2 separate regions of the Dromaius novaehollandiae genome follow, and region 1 is linked to region 2. The links are chromatin contacts, called in public Hi-C maps. All regions are on one chromosome and are shown on one strand. Each heading gives the region's core, a stretch centred on a gene start, on an enhancer-like site or on the middle of the called end of the contact. The rest is flanking DNA. Distances are from core to core; before and after follow the strand shown. Region 1 holds the start of NCOA1 (nuclear receptor coactivator 1). Region 2 holds the start of CENPO (centromere protein O).

Region 1 (5,161 bases), core at 2,589-5,088, 140 kb after region 2:
TGCAACGCTGCACACGCAAAACGTCGGATCAGTCTGCAAGCAAGCCTTAATTTCTGTATTCCAGGCAAAAGGCCCACTCCCGATCCTGCTGCGTCGGGGGAAGAGGTTAAAACTCCTCTCAGACGCCCATCGCAGCCCCTGCGGTGCTCGGCCGCAGCTCAGACCTGCCGGCAGAGCGACGCAGGCGAATCCTCCCCAGCCCGTGGCAGCTCAGCCGAGCTGGAGCAGCTCCAGCAGCGGGAGGGGAGCAGCGGGCTCGGCACGGCAGCGGGCAGCAAGCTCCCCCAGCCCATCTTTTTGCAGGGTGCCTGCCCAAACTACGGCTCCTACCACACTTACTTTCCCGGCAGACCTTAAAGCACGCTTTTGCTGCAATATCTATTGAAAAACCCTCAATATTCAGGCTGCGGAGCTGCTGTGTCTCCCAACTCTCCTGCCGCCCAGTACCGCCCAGTTGCTTCCTCTGCTCCTCTATCTCTTGCCGTATGTTTAGGCTGAAAGTTATTGGAAGCAGAGACGACTTTCGTTCTATTTTTGCATCACTCCTACCCCACTGAAACCTGGTCCATGGCAAGGATTCCTAGGTGCTGCAGCAATACAAATAATATATAACCACCAATAAAAACTGCTTGTTTGTATCTGCCAGCAATTAAAGCTTGTATGTAGATGTGGCAGCCACACGCTGCCGTATATCACGCACTGCGTAGGGCCTTTCAGGAATACGTGGTTCAAATATTTACCTGTTACTCCAAGCCCCTTCCCTGCTTCTCCCTTTAAAGACAGGATTTTAATCTAACTTTAAAAACTACTTTTTCATTCTTCCCCTTTGATCAAAGAGATAAGAACCATGCTTCAAAGAACCACAGTCAACCAAGCAAAGCAAGAATAACTTGTAACATAAATAGTTCCCTTATACAAAATATACTGTTTTTCAGCTGGCAAACTATTTATGCAGGAGACAGGATATTTTTAGTAGTAGCACTCACACCTTCATTTCTGACAATCCCTGCAAAGTCCCATGCAAGTTAACCCCCTCAGATTAGCAAGCAACAGGGTACTGATCTCCAGCAGATCTGTTCATGGAAAACACAATTTTTATATATATATATATATACACACACACGATATAAGCAAGTCTAATAATCTTAAAGGCTCCAAACATTTGTAAGCAACCCACCTCACAATCACGCTAAGGAGACCAAAGAAAATCAGCAGAGGGCACATCCTCCCAAATCCAGGCTTTCACAACACGAGAATGACAGTGATACTATTCCAATAAATCTACAGTGGATGTGTATGACTAATTATACGAATTAGTCATGCAATTGTGAGCATGTGTCTTAGCGTTATCAGAGGGCAAGACTCGGGGAAAGCGCGAGCACTAAAAATCAAAGTCAAACCGTAGCGAGCAAGAAGTGAGGGCCTTAACTCTGAGTGCTCAAACGCCACGTTCTGTCCTCAGGAAGGGTATTTATTTTGGAAGCAAGGATCTGTGCTGCCATATTGTTCAGCAACATGCTTCAAACGACAGATACCCATCTTGAGCAAATAAGTTGCGATTTAACCTTTCATCATGCCCATCGGCTTTGAGCCAGGTATAGCACTGCCAAAGTTACTACCGTTTATTATCTAACATCAAGAGCTGTTTGTCCCCTTAAGTGGCAACTTGAACTTTAATCATTTTTCACAAAACGGTGCTAGAACAGCTGCAGATATTCTGGCACTTGCTAAGTCTCTCTGCAGATCTGTAGCTTTATGCTTACCTGGTTTAACATATTTCTCTCCTTGTTGCTGTGCAAGAGGCCTACGTATGTAATTATGTATGTACCATGTACTCCGTACAGTTCCACAGGTAATATATATTTTTCACTTTCTCTTACACAAGACGGCAGAGAGGCACAATGTAAATAGCTCAAAACACGTATGAATTTTGCTGAAATATTATGCAGCTAGAAGAACACAGCCTCTAAACTGCAATAGGACAGCACACCCCTGTAAAAGTAAAGAAAAGGTCTTTTTTGTTCATAGCCATTCTAGTTGCAAGAAGGCGCACAGGTGTATGGCTGTTTATTTTTATATACACACACACACACACACAACACACACATATATGTATATATACACAACACATATATATGTATATATACACATATACATACTGCCAGCCCACACAAACCAGGTCTTATTTTTTTCCTTTTTCAGGCTAAACGGGTAACATGGAGAGTACAAGTCTTCCGAGAGGCCCAAGAACGTGCAAGCACCACCCATGCCGGTCCAAATTTCCAGTTATAATATACTTTGCTGTGTCACTCTTTTTCGGCTATGCCGTATTTGGGTAGTGCAAATTTGATATCTACTGTACGCTGATTAAGCTCGCAGCGTAAGAAAAAGCAGAGAGCGGCCCTAGAGAGAGGCTCACCTCTGAAAATGCCTCTTTTGGGGCGTAAAAGCGGGCGAGCATCACCCGGCAAACGCGACGGCGTTTCTCAGCCACCGAAAGGTTGACACGCGCCTAGGAAACCGGAGGGTTTCAGCGCCTCGAACGAGGCACCGCGGGAGGAAGCGGCCTCCCCGCCGCAGACCCGCTACCGCGACGCATCGCGACGCCCGGCCGGACCCCCCGGCTCCTCCGGCCGGATGATCCGCGCGGTCCGCGCTCCTAGGAGGGAAACCCGGAACGTTTAGGGCACCGACTGGGAGGTGGACGCCAACTTCGCAGCCCTCCGCCGGGGCGCCTGGACCGTCCATCCCAAACCGAGCGCCCGGCCGTTTCCCCCCACGGATAAAAATAATATAATACTAAAATAGATAAATAGATAAAATAAAATAATTTCTGGCGGGGCGGGGGGGGTGCGAGGGCGGCGAAGCCACGACGCGCGAACAAAGGGCTGTCACCGAAAACGCCCCGAAACGAGCTGCCCCCCCACCCCACCCCACGGGGGTCGGCGCCCCCCGGGCCTGCGCGACCCCCCCCCCCCGCCTCAGCCCCCTCAGCCGCCTCCAGGGCGATTCCTCCCCCCGGGGGGAGGGGGGCGGGAAAGAGGAGGGGGTAAAAAAACCTGCTTTTTCACTTTTTTAATCAACTTTAAAAAAAAAGAAGAAGGTGAACGCGCAGGAAATATTCGGGAAAGGCAGCGCCGGGGCTCGGCGGCGCCTGCCCGCCGCCCCGGGCCGCGGCCCCCCCCCGCCGGCCGCCCCCCTCGGCGCCGCGGGGGATGGACGCGCCCCGCCGCCTCCTCAGGGGGCCGCGGGCTGCGGGGGGGGGGGAAGGGGGGGGAGGCCGCGGCCCCCCTCGGCGCTCCGCCCGCCGCCATGGCAGCCCGGGGCGGGGGGCCGGGCCCGTCCCCCGTCCCCCCCCCCGCCGCCGGTGCCCGCCCCCGCCGTGACAGCTGCGCCTCCCCGCAGGCCGCCGCGGCGGCGGGCGCCCCCCCCGACACACCCCCCCCGGCGGCGCGGGCTCCGCGGGGCGCCCCGCCGCCGCCGCCACTCACCTGCCGCCGCCGCCGGGCTGACAGCCGCCTCCGGCCTCCCCCCCGCCGGGGCTGAGGCCGCCGAGCTCCGGCGGGCAACGCGACAGCGACTCCCGCGGCCAGACGGAGGGGGGCGGCCCCGAGGGGGGCGGCCGGCTCGCAGCAGCCCGCCGCCGCGGTTGCTACGGCCGGGGCGGCGGCGGGCGGGCGGGCGCTGCGGGGGGGGCCCCGGCTCCCGCTGCGCGGCTCCCGGGCGCCCGGGGCCCCTTGCCTCGGCGGCGCGGCGCGGCTGCGGGGCTCCGGCTCGCTCGCCGCTCTCCCTCCCGGCGGGACGGGGCGGAGCTGGGCACCGAGGACGAGGGGGGCGGTGTCGGAGGAGGCCGCCGCCGCCGCGGCTCCGATCCCTCCTCCTCCTCCTCCTCCTCCCTCAGCCGCTGGCGGCCGCCATCTTCCCTCCTCCTCCTCCTCCTCCTCCTCCCCCCCCGCGGCCTCCCGGCGCGGGGCGGCCCGGGCGCCGGCAACGCGGGGCGGCGGCGCCGGGGAAGCGGCCACGCCGAGCCGGGCCGCTGCCCCTTCGCCGCCGCCAGCGGCCGCGGCGAGGGGGAGGGAAGGGGGGGCCTCAGGCGCCATCTTGGCAGCAGAGGGGGCGGCCGGGCCTGCGGGCCGGGGGCTCGGCCCGTGGCGGGGCCCGCAGCACCATCCCGGCCCTGTGCTGTTGTCCCCGGGGCCGGGGCGGCCTCCTCCCCGGCCGCCCTTGGCCTCGTGGGGTCCCACCAGCGCAGCCGGGCTGCGCATCGTCAGGCCACCGCGGCCTCCCCGTGTCCTCTCCGAGCGCTCGCGTGGGGCTCCGCTAACCCAGCCTGCCCCATCCCGCCTCGGCCACGGTTTCAGCCTCGTCCTGCGCCAGCTGAACCCCCCACGCGGCCCGCCAAGGCGAGCCAGCTCCCACAAGGCGCATGGTTTCCTCGTCCCGCTTGCTCAGTGAGACCTGCTGCCATTCAGCAAGGTCACCCCATGCTCAACGTTACCTCTCAGGGTCTTCGAAGAAGACTTCAAGGCCCTCCTTCATTTCGCGCGAGCCTTGCTCTCCTTCAAGGCATCAAACCATCTAAAATACATCCCGGATCAGCAGAGGTCACCGCATTTGAGAGCAAGCTCGGTGAACAACCTAAGGTCCCGTGTAGACCAACACAGAGGATGACCTGCTGCATGGTCTCATCACCAGCATTTTCTGCCACTTCCACATAAACTGCTGGAGGAGAGCAGCTAACAATCGCTCTATCAACTATTTTATCACATTCAGGCTGTGTCTCGTTGCATTATTCATCCTCCCTGTGGAACTGCGAAATCCCCAAACACCTTATGTGTCATGAGGCAAAACAACTCAATGGGTTGAATAGTTAAAATAAACCAGAGCTTCAGGTGGCTCCATTTCCTCCGTGGGAGCTCTTTATTCCTCGGGGTGTTGAGAGTGCATTTGTTACAACCACACAAATTGGGCTTAAAAGGCCCAGTCAAACATACGACATCTCAAACCTACCCAATGCAGTCACCTACATAATCACTCAATCTGGATTTCTTCTTACTCAGAACCATTCGCCTTTCTTGGGTTCCCAACAGTTACCTCTGATGTTTCCTGCTTCCCAACTGGAAAAAACATCCTGGCCTGTATTTCATAACTGCCTCATTAT
Region 2 (5,419 bases), core at 1,144-3,643:
CAACACCCCAGGGGCCTTTTGTGCAGGACAGGGCATTACAAGACGGTCGCTCTTCCAGCTTCTTCAGACTCTACAGGCTTCAAGCACAACGGAAGCATATTAACAGGGAAATCATACTTCACATCGAGTTCATCCTCCAAAACACAGCACCCCAAAAATGCAGTCACCAGCTGACCACAAAGATCTTGGGACGTTACCTGTGAGGTAGAAAACCTGCAGCATGGCCTGGACGCTTTTCACCTTCCACTCCAGAACGGCCCGGTCACTGGGCTGCGCTGCGCCTAGGACACCACTCGTCACGACCCCTTCCTTCCCAAGGAGCTAGAAAAGCGGGAAGATGAGAACCACAGCTCCGAATTACTGACATAAAACGTGTCACCAGCAGGGACTGCCGTCAGGCCACAGGGAGGTAACCTGGCTCTGAGATGAACAAGGGAGCATTTCAAGAAGAAGAGGGGAAAAAAAGTTTGGAAATGGCCAAACAACCTCCAAGCAAGCAGACCCAGCAGTACTGCCTGGACTGCACTGTACTGAAAACAGCTGTATGTTACTTAAAAAAGGAAAATAAAAAATAGTAGCTGGCTGTATCCTATAAATCACCTCAGTAAATCCATCTTACAAGAACGGGAGCATGCTAGAGCCCTCTGCCGGGCCTCTGCAGCAAGCTCTTTCTCACCCTCTTTTGCTGCAGGTCCACTTTGGCCCGCAGCTCATCCCTCTGAAGCCTCAGCTCCTGCACTCTTGCTTTCAGCCTGTCCAGTTTCTCCTCCTGCTGCTCAGTTTCTTCTTGCTTTAGAGCTAGCTCATGAGCCTGTGCCTCCAACATTTCCAGGTGAGATAACACCCCTGCAAGGAAGAACATGACACGCTCAAAAATCCAGGCTGTGTCTATTAGGTGTCCACGTGGTGATAACCGAAACAAAGTGGGCCCAGTATAGATACACAAAGAAACTACTCACAGCAACCCTCCAATGGGACCGAGGAAAGGCAAACATCTGCTAAAGAGGCTTTGGGGCCTTTCAGACAGCACGACTGGGTGCTAGCACACACTAAACACACCCATTCTAGCTAGCTAACTCTGTTAAGAGCAGACTAAGGTAGCAAACACACCAGTCTTGATGCCCAGGACTCCCAATTTCATTTGCAATCCTGAGACAGAGCAGCCAAGCGACTTGTCAGAAGTCCTCCTACCCTAAGCTGACCAAGAGTGAACCAACTTGGCAAGCCAGGAAGTCACTCTAGTCCCACGCGTTTTACAGGAATATCCTGCAGGACAGCACAGTGTGCACTCGGGTACAAAGCGCACCCAGCGCCCTAGGCACCCCTCTCCATTAAAGGGCAGCTCACCATCTCGCGAATATGCTCTCCCTTCTTCCATTTTCCTCTGCCACTCTCGAGCAAGTGGAAGCGCAGACTTCGGCCAGGGCAAGCCCTCCTCTGCCGGGCGCTGTCCCAGGACGCAGCAGCGTGGGGGCCACGAGAGCTCTGTCCCACAGGATCTCCCTTTCCTTCGCACTGTTGGGGTGGGACTCCGAAAAGCACAGGCCTACGGGAAAACAGCTGCGGCAGCACATTATAAACCACCGTTTATAGACCAAGGCGGACTGGTGGGGGAGGGCGGGGGGGACACAGCCCAGCTGGAGACCTGGGTCACCCCACCAAGGGGGACCGGGGGGGAGAAGGAAAGCAGCCCGGAGGCCTGGGTCCTCCCTACTGCAGGGGAGGGGGACGCGATGGCCCGGACACCTGGGCCACCCCCCCACTCTGAGGGGCCGGAGGGAGATAGGGTGACCAGAAGGCCGGGCCCCCCCCATGAGGAATGGCAGGGGAAGGGCAGCCCGGTCACCTGGGTCCCCCTTCAAAAGGGATTTTGGAGGGGGGGGGAGCAGCCCGGACGCCTGGGCCCCGCCCCGGATCCCCAACGGCTCCCGCGCTCACCGTAACAACCGCCGCTCAAACTGCGCGCGCAGCAACGCCGCCGGAAAGACGTCCCCTCCCCTAACGTCACTTCCCTCCCGACACACCGTTTTCCGTACAACAAAATGGCGGCGCCCACGGCGCTCCGCTTCCCAGCATACCGCGCGCAGGACGGCCCCGCCTCCCGCCTCCCGCCCCCCGCCCCGCCCCGCCCCGCCCGGCCCGCCCGCTCCCGGCAGGCTCCGCGCGCTGTACGGCGGCATGGCGGCGCCCGAGGAGGAGGCGCTGGTGCAGTACGTGGTGCTGCGGGGCGACCTGCGCCGCGCGCCGCTGTCGTGGCCGCTGGGCGCGCTGGTGGCGCAGGGCTGCCACGCGGCGCTGGCCGCCGCGCACGCGCACCGCGACCACCCGGACACCCGCGCCTACCTGGAGCAGGGCGGCGCCATGCGCACCGTGGTGCTGGAGGTGGGCGGGGCCGGGGGGCGGAGACGGGGGAACGGGGCGGGGCATTGGGGGAGGAACGTTGAGGGGAGAGGCTGGTGGGGGAGGGGCACTGTGTGAGGCGAGCGGGGGAGGGGCGGTTGGGCGGAGCAATGGGGAGGGGCATTGCGTGAGGTGGGTGGGGGAGGGGAAACGTGTGATGTGGGGGGGGAGGGGCGATTGCGTGAGGCGAGTGGGGGAGGGGCGGTTGGGCGGGGCAGAGGGGGGGAGGGGCCAGTGGGGGGGTCACTGCGTGAGGTGAGTGGGGGGGCGTTTGGGCGGGACAGTGGGGGAGGGGCAATGCGTGAGGTGAGTGGGGGAGGGACGACTGGGCGGGGCAGTGGGGGAGGGGCCGTTGCGGGACGTGGTGGGGGAGGGGCGATTGGGTGAGGCAGTGTGGGGGGAGGGGCCGAGGGGGGAGGGGCAGTGGGGGTGGTAGGTGGGGGGGAGGTTGGACAGGGCAGTGGGGGAGGGGCGTCGCGTGAGGTGAGCGGGGGAGGGGATTTGGGGCGTGGCAGTGGGGGAGGGGCGTTGCGTGAGGTGAGTGGGGGAGGGGATCTGGGAGCCCCCCCCACCCCCCTGACGCCGCCGCGCTGTCCCGCAGGCGGTGGACGAGGCGGCGCTGCGGGCGCTGGCGGCCACGTTGCAGCAGCACGGCGTGGACCACGCGCTCTGGACCGAGCAGCCCGAGGACGCGGCCACCTGCCTGGCGCTGCGGCCCTACCCCCGCCACCAGGTGCGCCAGCACCTCCGGGCGCTCCGCCTGCTCCGGTGACCCCCACCGTCCCCCTCCCGCATCCCGGTATTCCCCCCCGGAGCACCCTTCCTTCGCCCTCCCTGATCCGGGTCCGCAGGGGCTCCCGCAGCCCTGTCCTGGGGAAAAACACACCGAAAAAGTGCGCCAAAAAAGCACGGGCGACGCCAACCCGACCCTCTTCCCTGCCGCCCGCTTGTGGCGCAAAAAAAACCCATTTCTCTCATTTTTGCCTCTTAAAACCGCCGGGGACAGCGAGGAGGGAGCCGCTGGCACGGCACGGCTTGGCACCTCCGACGCGGCATCGCGTCGCGGAGCGCAGAAACAACCACACGCTAGCTGGCGACTCCGATGCTTTTTTTTCCCATTTTTTTTCCTCTTTAACTCTTGCAAAGGTCAGTCAACAAAGCTACACATTTCCCGCACACCAGCGTGATTGGAAGAGAGAGAAAGAGGGGAACCCCCCGCCCTGTAACCCTCCTCCCCAATAAAAATCAGCCGCGAATATCAAAAGCGATCCTGACTAAAAGAGAAGAAAAACAAATTTATACAGCAATCAGAGCTATTTACAGTGACAGGCTTGAGGGGGGAAAAAATAAAGCTGTCTCCCAACAGAGAATTCAATTATTATTATTATTTTATTATTATTATTTTAAATAGTTTAAGCTACCTCAGCTGTTAAACACAATCAAAGCAGAAAGAACCGACTGCTTAATTTTATTTAATATTTAATCAGAAAATTTTATCTACAATAATTGACAGAGCCCTCCCCCCATCCTTCCCCCTAAAAATTATTGCAGTTTTTTCCCCGAACTGTTCTTTTTTTGTCTTTTCTTTTTTTTTTCCGGTTGTAATATACACATTGTCGCCTCTGTTTTTTGCTAGGAGGCTTTAAACCAGCATAAAACATGGAAAAAATGGTGGGTCAAAATACTCTGTTTTTCTTTAAAACCGACAAACTCACGATTGCTAGAAAAAGCTGATTGTACGCACAAGCGGGCTGGGGCGGAGGGGAGAGAAGTTTTTTTTTTGTTTAAGCGTGAATAAAAACGGCCTTTCGCGCAGAAGTCCAGCGTCGACCCCCCCCTCCGTGTCCCCGAGCCGAGACGTGATCAGTGACAGATCCAGCTGAAACTGAGATTGCTCTTCCTCCTCCTCCTCCTCTTCCTCCTCCTCGTCTTCCTCCCGACACAGTCCTCCGGCTTCCTTCTCCCCCTTCCCTCCCCGCCTCCCCGAGAAACCTTCGTCCAGATTAAGAAGCCAGCAACTGATTACAAAAATAAGAATCATCTGTAATTTTGGCTCAAGAAAACCGACTGTCCCGCCCCGTCGCTTCGCCAACATCCGACGCTTTTTAAAAAAAAAAAAACAAAAACGAAAAAGAGGGGGGAAAAAAGGGGAACGAAACAAAAAAATACCCCCCCAAAACAAAACAACCCCCCCCCCTTTTTGCTCCAAAACACTACGCGCTGAAGAATGGCTGCAAGGTTTTGAGATATCAAAAATCTCAGAAAAATATATAATATATATATTTATATAATCTCTGTACGTCTTATTATTTAAATTTCACATTCCTCTGAAAAGCGGTTATTCAGTCAGTAGCTGCTGCAGGAGGCTCTTCTGCTGGCCCGGCGGCGGCGGCGGCCCGGCGGCGGCCTTGGGGGCGCCCAGGGGGGGCGGCTGGTTCAGGTAGGGGTCTCCCACCAGGTTCACCGTACACTGCACGTCCGCGAACACCTGGACCTGCTGGACCTGCCGGAACACAAGAGACAAGAGGGGCCGTTAGCGGCGGCGGGGAAGGGGCCGGCGGCGACGGACTGGGAACTACGTGAAGTGGAAACTCACTAGAGAATTCCTCTAGTCTGGAGCCACCACAGAGAAGAACTCTTCTGTCTTCTTGTCCTATAAAAAGAAAACCGCTGCACTCATTCGGGTCAGAGCTCGGCAAGGTTCACACGTTTTGCATCGGAAAAAAAAAAAAAAGGAAAATATTTTTAAAAAAGGGAAAAAAAAAAAAAATAAGCGGCCCGGCACGTCCCGGGGGAGGCGATGCCAGGCGGTCGGAGGGAAGGAAAGGAATCGCGTTATCGCTGTCAGGCTGCGTCAGTGCAAAGAGAAAACCCAGCGGGCATCGGCGCCGGAGCCGTCCGCGGCGCTTTGCTCTGCCCAAGCGCCGCTTTGCCGCGGGAGCCGCCGGGGAGGCCCTCCGAGGAGCCGCCGGCCTAGGAAAGAAACCCTCCTCGCCCCCGGCGCCCAGCGGGGCTTCCA

Evidence for each region. A called contact is a pair of places that touch in the nucleus more often than the background predicts.
Region 1: a Hi-C map of liver shows a contact between it and region 2, with 4 times the contacts expected there. The contact joins the promoter of NCOA1 here to the promoter of CENPO in region 2. A contact is called at or near these places in 2 of 4 Hi-C or Micro-C datasets (brain and liver).

What each region holds. Positions count from the first base shown.
Region 1 is chr3:2,135,364-2,140,524 of bDroNov1.hap1, forward strand. NCOA1 (nuclear receptor coactivator 1) reads right to left here and starts at 3,839. Exons shown (of 21, transcript XM_064508235.1): 1 at 3,492-3,839.
Region 2 is chr3:1,996,343-2,001,761 of bDroNov1.hap1, forward strand. It overlaps CENPO (centromere protein O), which reads right to left and starts at 2,394. Exons shown (of 7, transcript XM_064508243.1): 1 at 2,344-2,394; 2 at 1,348-1,560; 3 at 677-846; 4 at 198-321. The coding sequence starts at 1,378. PTRHD1 (peptidyl-tRNA hydrolase domain containing 1) reads left to right here and starts at 2,139. Exons shown (of 2, transcript XM_064508245.1): 1 at 2,139-2,382; 2 at 3,002-3,770. The coding sequence starts at 2,179. The coding sequence ends at 3,172. NCOA1 (nuclear receptor coactivator 1) reads right to left here. Exons shown (of 21, transcript XM_064508235.1): 21 at 3,771-4,903. The coding sequence ends at 4,739.